2 separate regions of the Gossypium hirsutum genome follow, and region 1 is linked to region 2. Evidence: chromatin contacts called from public Hi-C data. All regions are on one chromosome and are shown on one strand. The core of a region is the stretch at or near the end of the contact, and the rest is flanking DNA. Distances in the headings are between cores, read along the strand shown. Region 1 has its middle 12 kb from the start of LOC121221099. Region 2 holds the start of LOC107922334 (cyclic nucleotide-gated ion channel 2-like).

Region 1 (4,535 bases), core at 314-2,813, 87 kb after region 2:
TTTAATTTTATTTTATTTTTTGTTATATTTAGTTTTTTATATAATGTTATATTATCGATGTGGGCTTGATAATTTGGAGAGAAAAAAAACTTATATGTCTAATTTTCATTGGTTAGTTTAGCAATTCACTAATGTTGTTAACACTAGGTAACATAATAAAACACATATTGATAGTTTAGGTACCATATTGGACATTTTATGAAAATACAGGTACTATAATAAAACACATATTCATAGTTTAGATACCACATTGGACATGTTATGAAAGTGCATGTACGAAATGTGACATTATCTCTTGTATTAATAATGAATTTTTATTTTAATTTTAAAATATTAATTTAGTTATTACAATTTAATTAAATGAGAATAGATCTAATTTGTAATAAAACTCTATTAATTTTGAAACAAAATTGAGAGAATAAAATAACATTTTATAAGTAATGAAAATAAAAAAGTGAAAAACAACCAATAATAAAAAAATTAAGTAATTAGATAAAGTAACTTATTATTCAAATATGAGTCAAAATTTTAACTACAATTTACCATTACTTTAATACTTCATTGCCTTTGACATAATATTTTGCCTTTAAAAATTATAAAGATATAGAGGATATTAAAATGGTGAAATTGTATTTTTACTATCTTAAAAACTACAATTTAATTTCGGCCCTTTAAAAAAAATTCCTAACTTCGTCCGTGCTATCAAATATCAAATAATAATAACTAAACATCTCAAATAATAAAATTCAAACAATATCCATATTCTATATATATATGTCTTGATAATGCATATATTTATAGTGCTAAATATTAATTTTAATTTATTTGTAATTGTAACACTAATTAAGTACTAATTAATCTAAAATAATAGGTGTAATTAAAACGGATACAAAGTTTAATGAATGATAATTTTAATAATCATAGCATTAATAATGGAAACATTATTAATTATAATTATAATTATAATTATAATTATTTTATATTAATAATTTGTTATGAACGTAATTCTAAATTCAAGATTTAATAGAAACATTTTTAAAAATAATTATAAATATATATTATATTATTGATTTAAAAATTTTGAGAAATATAGATAATACAAAATATTAAATTTTAATTGATCAATTTTCTTTATCTTAATTCCTCGAATAGATACGAGTCATACTATTTGTTGAGTTGATATTTGTGTTAAATCAAATTAATTTGATTAGATGCAATTAGTATTTATAAAAAAATTTAATATTTAATTATAAAGTAGATTTTTTTTACAGATAAATTAAGAATAAATAAATACATTATAGATTGGATTACCAATAAATCGATATTATCTTTATATATAATATTAATCTAACACATTTAATTTTTATTAATTACAAATTTAGAAAGAAGTAGGCATAACCTAAGCACTCACAGGACGAAGCCTTGGAACAATGGCCCCATTGTATCTTCAAACAGCAGCTGATTCAGAGATGATGGCGACTCCTCGAGCAAATGAAGATCAAGTGGCCAACTCAACGCCAAACTAGCCAAGGGATCAACACAACACATGCTTGATTTCCACCTCCCAAGTCCCAACCCCTTCGCAAAAGTCCACGGATAGAGGTCACAAGGGGCGAAATATACCCCTGCCCCGAGTCCGTAGTTACCTTTATTAATTATTATCATATTTATATATACATATTATAGTAATGTAATTAAAAATTTTGGATTGTTATTATTTCTTAATTTATTTAATTATATGAAATGATTTCATATTTTTATAATTTTATTAATTAATAATATATTATGTTGTTTTTTAAGTATAACTTTTAAAAGATATGATAAAATTAATTATAATTATTTTTATATTATTAGTTTAAAATATATGAAAAACATGAATACTACAAAATACTTGTTCTTAAATTGACCGATTTTCTTTGTAGAAACGAGGTGGTTCTTGCTTTACAAAATAGAAATTGTGACTAAAATAATGCTTGGAACTGTGACCACAATTTCAACCATAAAACTAAAAGTGCGTAGAAAATAAAGAACACCGAGATTTTTTACGCAATTTGACTTCAGTTTGTATCTACGAAGCCTTACCTTGAGCAATGATCCACTATCTTTTTCACAGTACAACCAATGGCTTAAGTCCTAATACTAGTCTAACACTCACCAATTTAGCAATCTCACCGTTGTACAAAAACTAGATCATTCTCCCACTAAATTTCCCCCTCGAAAATTTAACTTCGCAATTCAAGAGACTCTTTTGATTGCTCACAAAAATAATGCACACATACACGTTTTTTAAAATATCAATACTCATTTAAAAAATATTGATACTCATCAGGTTTTAAAAACTCATGCAGCGTGTTTTCAAACAATTTAAGAAACCCCTAAAATTTTCTGCTCTTGTTTCAAAAAGGCCTTTAACCCTAACTTCAAAATTCCTTTATACTTCATTTTTTTTTCTTTAAAATCTTGACACAAAACAACCTATATTGTCTTTTCTTACAAGGATTCAACAAGTTTGCTCTCAAATTTCACAATTTTTAAGCAATTTCAAGGTAAAAAATTTATTTTTCCCATTTCGAATTTTGTGGAATTTCTGTCAAATTCTTGGTTGCAAATTATGTTTTTGGTTTATTTGGAACATATACATTATGTTTTCTTGCAGGAGGTTGCCTAAGCTTAGCCAAAATCTTAAAACTTTTCTTTAAACCCTTTGCATACAAGGTGTTCGATAAAATTCCCCAACCAGAATTTTAAGTGCAAATAGTGTCTCTCTAGTCTAGTTAGTTAGAATGTCTATTAGGAAACATCCTCATTTCAGTCCTATGGATTCATCTAGTGGCAAAACCATTTCTTTCAATGATTGTTTTAGAAAATACAATGATACTTATCTGTTTGATCAATATTTTTCAAAACGCAAAGTTAATGTTACTCGCACACTTGATTTTAAATTTTTATCCAAAATCAAATTTCAATTTCTTCAAACATTAGTCTAATGGCATTGGCTCATCTTTTTTAAAATTCGTTCACCAATGCATGCTAATCTTGTTTGAGCATTTTATTCAAATGCTAGGCTCGAACATGATGAATCTGATGAGACTGTGGTTGCTATTAATTATTTCCTCATGAATACTCCTCTTCGTCTCATTTTGGAAAACTTTGGTAAATTTTTTAAACTTCCTCCCGATAGTGAGTCAAATGAGAAAGGCCCTTACTATCCGGCCTTAAACGTTCGACGCTCGTAAGCATCCGAGCTCAATGTCCATGATCGCGTTTTGCATTTTATAATCACATGGATATTGCATCCTATTTCAAAACACATCATTTTTTGATCTATTGACTATTGGTGAATTGATTGTTTTCATAGAAATAGGCGCCCGGATCTTACTTTAATTTTATTTAATGACATTACCAAGCGTATTGGCAAGGAGCTCTCTAGTCAGCTCTCTTTACCTTTTGGCACGTACTTGTTATATATTTTTGAACGCCTAAACATCCCAACCAACATCGACCCTCCATTGGTCATTAAATATCAACCTATTAGCTTTACTTCCCTTCATCGAGCTGGTTTTAAAATGGATCCTTTTACCAGAAATTGGGTTAAGGATGATTATCCTAATCCTCAAGATGTTGATGATGAAGACCTTGAAGAAGACCATGATGATATTCCTCCTTCCGAGCAGGACCCTCCACCGGCTTCTTCATCCGCTCAACCATCTACTCCAACTCTCTCTGACGACATGTTTTCCACCATCCTTAGTGCTATTACTTCATTGAGTGAGGAGTTTAGAGGTTTTCGTACTCGAGTAGATGATGTGTTTGAACGAGTTAATAACAATGTTAGTAGTCTAGACTCTAGGATGTCTAGGATGTAGGAAAATATTGCATATTTAATGTCTCAATTCTCTCCTACTCCTCCACCTCAAGAAGACTAGAGTACATATTTTTTTTCTCATGCATTTTACTCATTTTCATGGCACATTTTCCTATTTCTATGTTAGAACTTAATGTTTATTTTGGTATCTTGTTTGTAGATCCTTGAAATTTTATTTTGGTATATATTTATGTTAGTTCTTTGCTTTCCAATTTTTCAATTTCTTTTATTGGGCTAACAAAGTCTCTCTCTCAAGCTTTATTTGTTGATTTTTGATATAATAAAAAGGGGAAGATAAGAGAAAGGTAAATTATTGGTATTTGGTTTATTATTTTTATGACTAATCTTTTAATGCCAACATCATGTGACCAATTTTTTTTTACTCTCAAATCTTTGTCTCCAAATTTCATAAAAATCAAGTCATTTATTCAAATTGAACTTTAAAAAGGGGAGTAACGAACTCAAAAACAAATTTACCAAAATGTTTTGTTATATCAAAAAGGGGGAGATTCTTAAACTAGTTTTATTTGATAAATTATTTTGATATAACAAATAAAAATGTTTCTCAATAAAATTTATTTTTGAACAAAGAAATTATTAAGTTCAAAGCATAAAAATTATTTTAAGACTTGCAAACATCTTACAAAATGTTTTGAACACTTAGAAAATT
Region 2 (4,349 bases), core at 578-3,077:
AATTATATATTTGAAAATTTATGTTTATAAATAAATTATAAATAATAAATTTCATCACACCTATGATATGAGTGAATGGAGATATTTTATAATAAGAATATATATTTATAGTCGATTGAGTCTTAGCTTGATTGGTATTAACATTATTGCCAGTGTAAGAGGATGTAGGTTCGAGTGCGCTGAAGCGTATTATCCTTCTATTTAAGGGTTTGAGAGTGACTATGAATATATCTAAATATTTTATTAAAAATAATAGATACAATAAGAATTTATGATTACGCGTCAAATAGAAGAGTGTAGAGTGATTGTATAATAGATATACATCCATAACAATCAATACAATTATACAAAAATAATACAAAAAAGTAAGGCAATCTCCGACCACGTACCGTCTATTATCATTCCTCATTCTCAAACAATAGACCCACCATGTGCCATATGGACTATTGTCCTCAGGTTGGGACCATTTTTCCACCCATCTAAGACTAATGAACTTCATACAACAAATTATCGTCCATTATTTTATTTTAATTTTGTTACAAAGTTGTAATTACATTATCATCATACAACCAAAAAATATCTCTAGTATATATAAATAAGCAAGAGGAAGGGGACAATTCATTGCGATAAGTATGATTTCTGTGTTAGAAGTTAGATTATATATTGTCTTTTTACTACTAAAATAAATAGGCAAATTAACCTGTTTTTGCTAGTTTAAATATCAAACTGATCATTTCAATTAAAAATTTCATCCATTTCCATTATTAAAAACTGATATTATTGACAAAATAACTAGATAGTTACATGGATTGTGCCAAAGTATTAAGACCAATTTTTTTGATTTCTTAAGGTATTTACTGAAGCGAATTTCTTAAGATATCTATTGAAGCGAGCCCAATAACTAATTTTCTGCATTCTGTAGGCCCATTAAGGAGGTAGATGTTGGTCACGAGTTAATAGTACTGAGACTAATTTTTAATAGGAAAAATGGATGAAAATTTTAACAGAATGATTAGTTTGCTCTTTGATCTTACGTGGATGAATTAATTTACCTATTTTTTAAGTAGAGAAGTCTAAATGCAATTTAACTTGGTAAAAGTACTATGGAAGTTCTTGTACTAAGAGTTTGGTTGCATTTTGCTCTCTTTACTGAAAAAAATAGGTAAATTAGTTCTTCTACGTTAGATTTAAGAGCAAACAAGTATTTCTGTTAAAAGTTTTATCCATTTCGACTGTTAAAGACTAGCCCTTGTACATTAAAATGGCATGTGTAATTCTAATTATTTTATCAACCATGTCAATTTTTAATAGTATAAATGAATGAAATTTAACATACCGATTTTGCTATTTAATCTAACGTATAAGAACTAATTTATCCATTTTTTGAGTAAATGAGTAAAATACAATTTTATCGATTTAACTTCGAGTAACCATAATATCTTTACGGCAGTAACAAGTGAGATTATTGGGGGTAAAAATGAGGTTTAAATTCGACATTGACAAGTGGCAAGGGTGTGGTTATGGTTGATCGAAGCACGTTTATTTTAGAGTCATGGGGCATGGGTGTGGACCCAATGGTTGAGGCGTAAGGGGGTGGAACCAAGCCCACCACAGACTCGCATTCTGATCACACATACCCTTCATGTTCCGTGCCTGGTTTTGGCTTCTTTCTTCATGTGCTACCTGACACCCAAAAGCCCTCTCATTATTAATCCCTCCAAAAACTCCCATCCTTCCCAAACAACCCCTCTTTTTCTATTCCTCCTTCCTTCCTTTTCCTTCCATTCGCCCAATTCCTTTCTCTCCCATGGTTCCACTTTTCTCACCATGCCTCCTCAGTCCAACTTCTCCCTATCAAGGTTTCACTCTTTCCAAGTTTTCATCTCTCTTTGAAATCAAAATCTAAAATGGTTTCGTTATAATTGTGTTGTTCTTGTCACAGGTGGTTTGGACTTTTTCAACTTCCAAACTCAATGCCAGAGAGATCTGATAATGGTAGTGTTAGCGGCGAAGGCAATGAAGAAAACCCAATTTCCTACACCGTAGAATGTTACGCTTGTACTCAAGTCGGTGTTCCAGTTTTTCACTCCACCAGCTGTGACCAAGCTCACCCACCGGAATGGGAAGCCTCCGCTGGTTCTTCCCTCGTTCCAATTCAAGCTCGTACGGCCTCCAAACAGAAGAAGACTCAACAGCCTGCCGCGCCTAATACTCGGCGACCTTCTGGTCCGTTCGGTCGGGTGCTTGATCCTAGGACCAAGCGAGTGCAAAACTGGAACCGGGCTTTCTTATTGGCTCGTGCAATGGCTTTAGCCATTGATCCTTTGTTTTTCTATGCTTTATCTATAGGAAGAGGTGGGTCGCCGTGTTTGTACATGGATGGGGGCCTCGCTGCCATCGTAACCGTCCTCCGCACGTGTGTGGACGCCGTGCATTTGTTCCATCTTTGGCTTCAGTTCAGACTGGCGTACGTGTCAAGGGAGTCGCTGGTCGTCGGTTGTGGTAAACTCGTGTGGGACGCACGTGCCATCGCTTCTCATTACGTTCGTTCCCTCAAAGGTTTCTGGTTTGATGTCTTTGTGATTCTGCCGGTTCCTCAGGTTCCCTTTACGTACCTCTTATTTACATATGAATTAACTTAAAAATCAGACCTCACCGCTTCTTTTGGATTTTTTAACAATTTCATCCAAAATTATCATTATCATTTGATTTTGTTTTTCACTTAATGTAATTTTTTTCATATTTTAAAATTTAAATTTAACTATTAACCTTCTATATGTCATCACGTTGTTCACGCATGTGAACTTATTTTTTTATATATAATAACTACTTTAATTACGAGATGTGAAATTTTAAATGTTATATATATTAGGTTGTGATTGTAACCTCTTTTTTTTATTTAATTTTTTATAATTTATAAAATTTTACTTTTAAAAATAATAAAATTTTAATTTAATTCAAAAATAATAATAAAATTGCAGGCTGAAATAGAAAGGATAAAACAAAACCTAAACTGTCATAACATTGATGGTGCTGCAAGAAATAGACTGTTGCCAGCTTTAGGCAAAATTATTACATACAAATCATCATACCCAATCCTAGATTTTACAACTTTCCAATTTTTATATGCTACTTCTTTTTTAGTTTGTTATTGATGGTTCCTACAAGATTGGCAGTAATTTTTTATCCAACCCAATCATTGTTTTTTTTTTCATTATAAAATGGTCACTAAGTATTTAATTTTAATTTTTTACTAGCTGATTAATATAAAAATAAAAATATTAAAAAATTTAAGATAGTTAAGTGAGAGAAAATGACAAAATTGAATAGTTGAGTAATTATTTTGTAACTTTTCACAGTTGGGTGAAAAAAATTACTAATAGTTGAGTGACCATTTTATAATTTTTTATAATTTGATGACAAAAGTTAAGTAACTACTAATATATAAACCCAAAATATTAAGAATATAAAGTGGGTCCCCAAATAAACATTGTGTTTTGGTCTCTTTTGAATCTTACTTTTTCTTGTTACCATGTAGTTTTCATGGTGATCTTAAAGCTAAAGGCTAGAAAGCCATTTCCCCCTATTGTACGATGACTGAATGAGAGTGTTGACAATTACTTTAGTTGCTTCATAGACAGACACCAGAGGTTTCTTCCTTGTTGGATATTTTTGTCCTCGGAACATGTTACCTGTTTCCATGTCTTTTGTTTTATAGTTACAAATGGACTTATGTTATGACTAGTAGTTTTCAATTTAAAATCTAATTCTAACACAATTATTGTGAATAATTCCAAAGCTAATAGAAGTTGAGTAAAATGATTTTTATTTCTGCATAACCAGAGAGATTTTTGGTTTTTTGCAGGCAGTATTTTGGTTAGTTGTACCAAAATTAATAAGGGAAGAGCAGATCAAGATTATTATGACAATACTGTTATTAATCTTCTTGTTCCAATTCTTGCCAAAGGTTTACCACATCATTTGCTTAATGAGAAGGCTGCAAAAGGTCACCGGTTACATCTTTGGCACCATTTGGTGGGGTTTTGGCCTTAATCTCATTGCCTACTTCATAGCCTCTCACGTAAGTCTTTGCATTTTCTCACAAACTTTATAACAATCAGGTTCTAGGGCTTCTCTCTAGTGCTGCTCTATTGCACCGGGATTTGGCTCGCGTGCACTTGCATTTAAGGTATTGTCTTCTTTGAATATACGTTCACACCCTTCAAGGCTTCATCTTTAATGTAAGTGCACATAGGGGAAAAATGTCCAAATCGCGGTAATGCCTTCAAGGCTTTACTCATGTGTTCTTCATTTTCCTTTTGTTGATATTGCAATTTGTTGGTTTTGGC

What was found. Hi-C and Micro-C count contacts between places; a contact is called where the count stands out from the background.
Region 1: a Hi-C map of leaf shows a contact between it and region 2, with 2.8 times the contacts expected there. The contact joins the enhancer-like site here to the promoter of LOC107922334 in region 2. A contact is called at or near these places in 2 of 34 Hi-C or Micro-C datasets (anther and leaf).

Annotation. Positions count from the first base shown.
Region 1 is chrD09:2,803,583-2,808,117 of Gossypium_hirsutum_v2.1, forward strand. No RefSeq gene overlaps it. Among protein-coding and RNA genes, the nearest start is that of LOC121221099, 12 kb to the right of the region's middle. Within about 2 kb of position 1,564, at least 6 of the 9 cell types and tissues checked have an H3K27ac peak or open chromatin away from gene starts, as enhancers often do. A contact at or near this core is called in leaf, where this site is marked.
Region 2 is chrD09:2,716,786-2,721,134 of Gossypium_hirsutum_v2.1, forward strand. LOC107922334 (cyclic nucleotide-gated ion channel 2-like) reads left to right here and starts at 1,828. Exons shown (of 8, transcript NM_001327200.1): 1 at 1,828-1,859; 2 at 1,943-2,600; 3 at 3,866-4,081. The coding sequence starts at 1,828.